2 separate regions of the Mus musculus genome follow, and region 1 is linked to region 2. The links are chromatin contacts, called in public Micro-C maps. All regions are on one chromosome and are shown on one strand. The core of a region is the stretch at or near the end of the contact, and the rest is flanking DNA. Distances in the headings are between cores, read along the strand shown. Region 1 has its middle 13 kb from the start of Efcab13. Region 2 overlaps Cdc27 (cell division cycle 27).

What was found. Hi-C and Micro-C count contacts between places; a contact is called where the count stands out from the background.
Region 1: a contact with region 2 is called in a Micro-C map of the G1E-ER4 cell line, with 2.0 times the contacts expected there. The contact joins two enhancer-like sites. A contact is called at or near these places in 1 of 39 promoter capture datasets (pre-B cells), 2 of 484 Hi-C or Micro-C datasets (the G1E-ER4 cell line and group 2 innate lymphoid cells), 2 of 115 datasets of contacts at active chromatin or transcription factors (bone marrow-derived macrophages and effector CD8 T cells) and 2 of 9 other capture datasets (adipose tissue and liver).

Annotation. Positions count from the first base shown.
Region 1 is chr11:104,676,015-104,680,256 of GRCm38.p6, forward strand. It overlaps the pseudogene Gm11662. Among named protein-coding and RNA genes, the nearest start is that of Efcab13, 13 kb to the right of the region's middle. Within about 2 kb of position 1,832, at least 7 of the 459 cell types and tissues checked have an H3K27ac peak or open chromatin away from gene starts, as enhancers often do. A contact at or near this core is called in the G1E-ER4 cell line, where this site is marked.
Region 2 is chr11:104,535,792-104,539,975 of GRCm38.p6, forward strand. It overlaps Cdc27 (cell division cycle 27), which reads right to left. Exons shown (of 19, transcript NM_145436.2): 2 at 804-879. Among named protein-coding and RNA genes, the nearest start is that of Cdc27, 13 kb to the right of the region's middle. Within about 2 kb of position 2,365, at least 7 of the 459 cell types and tissues checked have an H3K27ac peak or open chromatin away from gene starts, as enhancers often do. A contact at or near this core is called in the G1E-ER4 cell line, where this site is marked.

The DNA.
Region 1 (4,242 bases), core at 582-3,081, 140 kb after region 2:
ATCATCCAGAGACTGTCCCACCTGGTGGTCCATCCCATAAACAACTACCAAATCCAGACACTAGTGCTGATGCCAACAAGATTTTGCTGACAGGAGCCTGATACAGCTGTATCCTGAGAGGCTCTGCCAGTGCCTGGCAAATATAGAAGTGGATGCTCACAGTCATCCATTGGACGGAGCATAAGGTCCCCAATGAAGGAGCTAGAGAAAGTACCCAAGGAGCTGAAGGGGTTTGCAGCCCCATAAGAGGATCAACAATATGAACTAACCAATAACCCCAGAGCTCCCTGGGACTAAACCACCAGTCAAAGAAAACACATGGAGGGACTCATGTCTCTAACTACATATGTAGCAGAGGATGGCCTAGTCAGTCATCAATGGGAGGAGAGGCCCTTGGTCCTCTAAAGGTTCTATGCCCCAGTATAGGGGAATGCCAGGGCCAGGAAGCAGGAGTGGGTGGGTTGGGGAGCAGGGGGAGGGAGGAGGGGATTTTTGGAGGGAAAACTAGGAAAGAGGATAACATTTGAAATGTAAATAAATAAAATATCTAATAAAAAAGTTTATATCTCTGCCCTACTCTTGCTTCACAAAACTTGGTTCAGAGGAGCCGGTGATATCTATGGCTCCATCTGTGTGTTTTACTGCCTTGAAATGTCCTCCATGTGATAAACAATTTATCACCTTTAGACTTGGTCTTAGATTGGGATGGGTAATACGTGAGCATCATTTTTGTGTCTGTGTGTGCATGTCAGGATGTAGCATGCAGTCCTATTCACAACAAAGCCTTCATTTTTATATGAAACTTGGTGAGTGTGATCAGATCTTTATCATCCAGATCTCGAGGTGATTGGTATGTGAAGCATTATCTAGAGGAAGAGAACAAATAGAATGAATATATATCACAAAGGAGATTTATTAGGCTGGCACACACAGTACATGCTGGGTATGGATGCCTCAGCAGCACTATTGAAACCCGGTGCTGAGGGCCTGGAGTGACACTGGTCTTCAGCCCACACTGGAAGGCTGAAGAGGCTGGGTTCTCATGTCAGTGAGGGACAGACAGGCAGCAGCAGCAGCAGCTGCAAGCCAGTGGATGCACTAACCAGCAAGGGTTAGTGAGCAAACGGATACAGCTCTCTCTCCTAAGACCTCATATCTGGGCAACCAAGGAAATGCTGCTCACTCTAGGGGCAGCTTCCCCCTTGTTAATCCTTCTAGGAAGCAGGCTTATAGACCCACCCAAAAGCATATTGAATTCAGAGCCAGACAAATTAACAACAAAAATGAAGCATCCCAGCAAACAGGGGAAAGACCCACTTTGAAAGAAATTGAGGGGAAGAAGAGGAGGGAGAGGAGGAGGAGGAGGAGGAGGAGGAGGGGGAGGGGGAGGAGGAGGAGGAAGAGGCAGTTAGCCAGTGAACACATGCTCTGTTCTTGATCCAGCATGTGTTCAGCCACATGGTTTGTCTGTCTGTCTGTCTTTCTTTCTTTCTTTCTTTCTTTCTTTCTTTCTTTCTTTCTTTCTTTCTTTTCTTTTCTTTTGAGAGTTTCATGTAGCCCACTCTGGCCTTGAACTCACTATGTAACCTAGGATGGCCTTGCACTTCTGATCCTTCAGCCTTCAACTGGAGTGCTGGGATTTGAACCCAGGGTTCTTGTAGATTGTAAGAAAACCCTATAAATGGAGCTACATCCTTGGCTTCTCTGAAAAGAACTTTAAGGAAAAAGTTCCACAATTAACTGTTTTACAAAATGTATTTAGCTGGGCTTTCTGGTGACTAATACATACTTGGCAAAATTTGGAGGGGTCAGTGACCCATGTGTAAATGTCACTTTGGTGGCCAGTGGAAGTTACTAGTTAAGAAACGGGAAAAATGTTGGTGGGTGTGGGCTGGACTTAGTTTTTTCTGATAATTGTAATCATTATCGAGGCAGACTGCTAATGCAGCCCAGCACATTTCTCCTTAATCTTCTTACAGCCGGATGTGCCATGCCCATCTAGATCATGAGATGCAAATGAAGGAGGTCCACGACTTCCAGTGGCATCACTTAAGGAGAGATGATGCATGGTCTTCCATCCCTTCCTTTTCTGTAGGAATCAGAAGCAAAGCAGCCACGATGGACCAGGAAGTGACCTAGGGGACTGTGTCCAATTGCCTACTCATACAGAACAAGTTATGTCACAATTTAGCAACTCAAAAATACTGCCCAGCCTCTGGAGTCAGGAATTCGGAATGGCTTTCATTTAGAGGTTTAGGCTCAGAGTCTCATGAGATTGAATCCGAAGTACTGGCCATGACTCCAGTCAACTGAAGGCTCCTAAGAACTGTGAGACCATTTTTTTTTCCAAGAGGGCATTCTCACAGGGCTGTTGGCAGGAGACATGGAGTCCGTGCTGGCTGGACTGCCTGAGTGTTGGCTTTTCTCAGAGTAAGTAACAGAGTATAGGGAAGAAGTCCCATGATTTTTATGAGTTAGTTTTATGATGTCACATTGTAAGCTGTGTTCTAGTCATGTATGTAGCTCACTGAACCAACCAATGTTCTACTGAGGATGGTTCAATCGCCACCTTTTGAGCAGGTTCCATTTTTTATAGGCAGAGCTGTGGCCCCTATTTCCCCCAAAGATATCCACATCCTAAAAGTGGAACCTTGGACTATGCTACCATACATGAAATAAAGGGCTTCAATATAATTAAGGATCTTGAGCTCAGATTATCCTGGATTATCTGGTGGGTACTATATACTTAGAAGAGTCCTTTTGGGACCCACGAGTCAGAGTAGGGTAACAACATTGGCTGCAAGCAAGTGATTGATGGCAGAGTGATTTGGCCATAAGTTAGTCAATGTGGCCATAGCACTTAGAGCCTGGAGCCACTGATTTTATCCCTGTAAAGGATAAAGACAGGGTTTCTCTGTATTGCCCTGGCTGTCCTGGAACTCACTCTGTAGACCAGGCTGGCCTCGAACTTAGAAATCTGCCTGCCTCTGCCTCCCAAGTGCTGGGATTAAAGGCATGCACCACCACTGTCCGGCTACTGGAAACATTTTATTGATGAGACCCCACCAGCTGCGCAGAGTGATCCTGGCATCAAGCACCTTCCTCCTTGGCATCCTATGCCATCTTTCTTGAGTGATTCCATAAATGCTTTCTTCTCCTCCATGGTCTGGAAACGACCATGGCCAAACTTAGAGGTGGTGTCAGTGAACTTCAGATCAGTCTTCTCCAGAGCCTATGTTTGGTCTGGACCGGAAAGGACTTCTGAAGAATAAGCACTTACTTCTTGGTCCCCACCACATGGCCTTTGAGCATGATGAAGTCATTGGTCATCTTCTCATAATGGCCAAAGCCACCCAGTGGGTCAATGCTCTTGTCAGACAGGTCATAGTCAGTAAATGCATTGTTCTTGATGAGTTGACCATCCTTGATGAGGTAGCCTTGACCAATCTTGTAAATCTTCTTGTTAATCTCTGTTCAGTGATGGTAGCCTTTCTTCTCAGTTCTTATAGAGCCATAGCATGTAACAGTCACACACATGCATAGACATCATGTAAAAATGATGATAAGAAGAAGACAAGAGGGCAAGTGTCAGTGATTTTTATGTCAGGGATGGATATCCATCTGTGCACTCCCTACACCATCCCTGGGAGGAGTGAAGAGCACTCCACAGAGCTGAAGCTCCATGAAGCAAACATCTCAAGAGCAGAGCTTAGAAAGAAGGCTACCTCTGCTCCCCTGACCGACTGCTCTGGGGTTTTTTGTTTGTTTGTTTGTTTGTTTTCCTGGGGGGGGGGTGGGTGTTTTGTTTTGTTTTTTTCAGCTCTGGTTTTCCTCACTTGCTCTGCCCCTTTGCCTGAATACAAGGCTACAAGGGCAGGGTGCCAGGCTTCAATACAGGCAACTTTGCGCAGACCTCAATGGGTCTTTTGGGGCAATTTCTTTGTATGCCAACCACTAGTCACCCCTTTGTACCCTTTTGTCACGTCGAAGACATCAATCATCTCATCCTTCCCCAACACCTGGTTCACAGGAACCTGCTGCTCCAGCCTCTCTCGGGCCCAGTCTAGTTTTTTCAGCCACAGTGCCTCCATTCACCTGGATCTCCATCAAGTGTGCCTTCTTCTAGTGCAGAGGAAGCAGACACATCTGAGTGTGGGCAATTATGGGGATGACCCGGCAGTACTTCTTCATGCTGCTGAAGTCCTTCTCCAGCTGCTTCTTGCCTGTGTCATATTCTGCCAT
Region 2 (4,184 bases), core at 1,115-3,614:
AAAAAAACAGTAAAAATATTTTCTGGAGGAAAAAAAAACAAGACAGGCATGGTGTCTCTTGTCCCTCATCCCAGAACTTGGGAGACAGCGGAAGGACAGTTGAGAGTTTAAGGCCAGTATGAGATACAGAAAACTTGTGTCAAAACAAAAACAAAATAGCTGAGAAGTCAGTAAAATGTTCTTGCTTCTTAGGACCCTATGAAAAAGCTGGCACATGCTTATAATTCCAGTACTGACGAGGTGGAGGGAGAATTCTGCGGCTCAGTAGCAAGACAGCCTAACCTACTTGACAGGTTTCAGGCTACTGACAAATCATCTCAAAAAGACAAGTAAAAGGTGCCAGAGGAAAAATACCCACCAAGGTTGCCCTGTTTTCTGCCATACTCAAACACCACAGGAGTGGGCGCACCCAGGCACACGTGCGCGCACACTCACACACACACACAGATACACACACACACACACACACACACACACAAACACACACAAACACACACACACACACACACACACACACACACAGAGGAGTTGGAGGGATAGCTGAGCAATTAAGAACATGGAGTTGAGATTTCAAACACATTTGGGAGGCTCACAACTCTTTTAACTCTAGGGGATTTGATGCCTTTGGTCTTTGAGGACACTATTTTTAAGAAGTATCCATACACACATATATATACACATAATTAAAAATAAGAAAAAAGTTAAAGACAAAGAATGAAGAAAGAACCTTGCTAGTCACAAAGTGATGGAATTCCATCTATTTTATTCATTTCTGGTTCTATACAAATGAATAGATCACAAACCTTCTGCATATAGTCGTTCTGCGAGGAAAACTGCATCTCGGTAAGCATAGTGGTTTAGCGCTTGCCATATAGCAGCCTGTAAGTAGAGAAGCACATAAATATACACACAGTGACTCTGGCACCGTCTTGAACATAATATTCAAGTTAGTACTCGGAATTTGTTTGTATTATTTCTTCATTTATTTATTTACTTTGGTATGTGCATGTGTGTGTAGCAGGTGGGCATGTGCGCGCGGGAAGGAGGTCAAAGATAACTTCTCTCCTACCATGTGGGCCCAAGGGAACTTACTCAGGTCACTGGGCTCAGCAGCAAGTTTGCTAACTGATGAGGCATCCCACCTGCTCAGGTCACTCTTATCTCTCTCTCTATCTCTTTCTGTGCCTTACGTATGTGTGCAGACAGCTGCTGAGGCTGGGGCGGGACAGATCCCTTGAAGGTAGTTATCAGAGTCCAGATGCAAGTGCTGGGAACCAAGCCTGGCTCTCTATGAGAGAGGCAAGTGTTCTTATCAAGTGAGCCATTTTTACAGCCCAATTTCACTAATTTAAGTGATAAAACAGTAAATCCAGTGTGCTACATAAAGTTTCTCACTGTAGGCTTCTAATATATATTTACTCTTAATCCCTACATGAATCCAATCTTCTACACTTCTTTTTTTTTTTTTTTTGGATTTTTGAGACAGGGTTTCTCTGTATAGCCCCAGCTGTCCTGGAACTCACTCTGTAGACCAGGCTGGCCTCGAACTCAGAAATCTGCCTGCCTCTGCCTCCCAGGTGCTGGGATTAAAGGTGTGCACCACCACTGCCCGGCTTTTCTACACTTCTATATACCCCTTTTCTTCACCAATAACTTGCTCATCTCCTAAACCTAGTTTAAAATAATTCAATATATACTAACTTCTTCCTAGCCCATTCATCCTTCTCTTCCTCACACTCCTTTGTGTGAGACAGATTTTAAGTTTTTACTAATTTTATAAGGAAAAAAAGCTATTTAAAAAATAATAAATAAGGGGACTGAGAAGATAGTGTGCCCATGCCAGGGAGAGTTAGCCTCTTCTCTTCTCAGCCCTCCTCCATCTATATGTATGTGTGTATGTGTATGCATATATATGTGTGTGTGTGTGTGTGTGTGTGTGTGTGTGTGTGCGTGCGTGTTTGAATATATTTCTCTGCCAGCAGTTGAACATGATTATTTTAAAACACTTTCATACAGATCAATTCAGTAATACTCAACCTCATGGAAAGTAATATTTATATTACTGATTATCAGACCACACTAACGGGACTCATTAGGGCTAGAGGATCTTTTATTGTTTGGGAACTAAAGATGAGATGAGGCCACTAAATGAAAACAGGACTGTTAGAAAGCTTTGTTGGATTACTCTAGGATTCTGCCACATTTAAAGCCATTTAAAAAGTACTGAATATATGCTGTGCAGGAACATCTAGAGCCCTCATAAAATGTTCTACCATATTTGCCGCTAATTTATCCACATGCTATTACCAGACTCTATTCCTTCTTACAGAATCTGCCTGTAATAGATAGCAACATACTTATCTACTCAGAGCATAACCGTAATACTTTGTGTGAATATTGTTTTCTGATTCTCCCTCCAGATTCTGACAAGACTCACTACTGCTCATCTCTAGCCCACTCTTTCTTCTTCCTTCCACTCCTTTTTTTGAGACAGGGTCTCACCATGTAGTCCTGCCTGGCTTTGAATTCACTATATAGACCAGACTGCCCTCAAACTCAGAGTGTAACCTGCCTCTGCCTAGATGTGCATTTAGCAAGTGAACCATCTTTCCATCCCAGAATTACTAATTTAAGTGATAAAACCACAACACCCATGTGTAAAACCCATAGTGTACTAAATACTAAAGTAAAACTCTTGCTTTTTGTATACACTTTTTGTTGTTATTTTTGGTTTTGTTTTTCAAGATGGGGTTTCTCTGTGTAGCCCTGCCTGTCCTGGAACTTGGTCTGTAGACCAGGCTAGCCTCAAACTCAGAGATCTGCCTGTCTCTGCTTCAGAGTGCTGGGGTTAAAGGCGTGCGCCACCATCACCAAACCTACTTACACTCTTTTAGAAATCTTGTGAAAACTACAGACCTCCCCAATAAAGGCACATATAGTAAAAATATGTATTGAAAACCTGGTATATACTTAAGGTTTGGTATAATTTAAATATATACTGAAATGTATACAATCTGAGATTTATAAATACTCTCTTCCTATAAGACGTACTGATATAGTTCACAGGAACCTACTGTGTGTGTGTATAATAGACTTCTAATAAATTTTTGCAGAATTGGTTTAAATGATTAAAAGGGCAAAGTTACCAACCAAAGGAGTTCCTTTTTAAAAGAAAAATGTTTCTTAGATTTATTTAAGTGCTGGGTGTTTCATCTGCATGCATGTCTGTATACCATATGCATGCTTGGTGGCCAAGTTGGTCAGTGTAGGCTTTTGGATCCCTTGGAATTTGAGTTTCAGATAATTGTGAGCTAGCTGCCCTGTGGGTGTTGGGAACAGAACCTAGACCTCTGCAAGAACAAGAGTTCCTCTCCAATCCTAGAAATTCCTTTCTCTTTTGTATTTTGAAGACAACTGTATTAACAGTGTCTTCTGTAAGGACAGAGAAGAAATGGCTTTTAATCATACCAGATCACAGGTGCACAAGTTAACAGCTGCACTAGTGATTCGAATGCAGTCCACATTGGGGAGGTCTTAAGTGACTACTGGTCAGTGAATCTAAACAATTTACAGAACAGCTCATAAACAAAGCGAGATTAGGGCCAGAGGACATGCCTTTGATTCTAGCACTCGGGAGACAGAGGCAGGAAGATCTCTGAGAGTTCCAAGCCAGTCTGGTCTACAGAGTAAATTCTAGGCCAGCCAGAAATAGAAAGACCCTGACTCAAATAAAAGAAAACAAACTTTAGTCCATAACAAAATTTTCACTCCTTAAAAAACTTTCCCTTAAAGTTTCCACATAATTGTTTTTGAGCCAAGCTACTAGTTCAGAGCATAAAAAAAAGAGAAAAACGAGCCTCCCCAAAAGACGTCTCATTGTACAGACATAACAGTATTTTCAGCTTGACAATAGTAAGGTAATATGACACAACACATATATAATGTATACATGTATACATTATCTCATGCAATTTATTATTATCCTAAAAAAAGCCTCCTCTTGAATTTTATTTTGTCTTATTACCAGCTTAAACTAAAATCCACTGAGGGATAGGATGGATTGGCTTTCCAGCTTGTGTCTGGCTTTCTGAGACAGAGACTCTTACATCTCAAGCCGGCTATAAACTCACTGCTCAGCTGAGGATGAACTTCAGACCTTCTGTCTGTGACCCAAGTGCAAGATC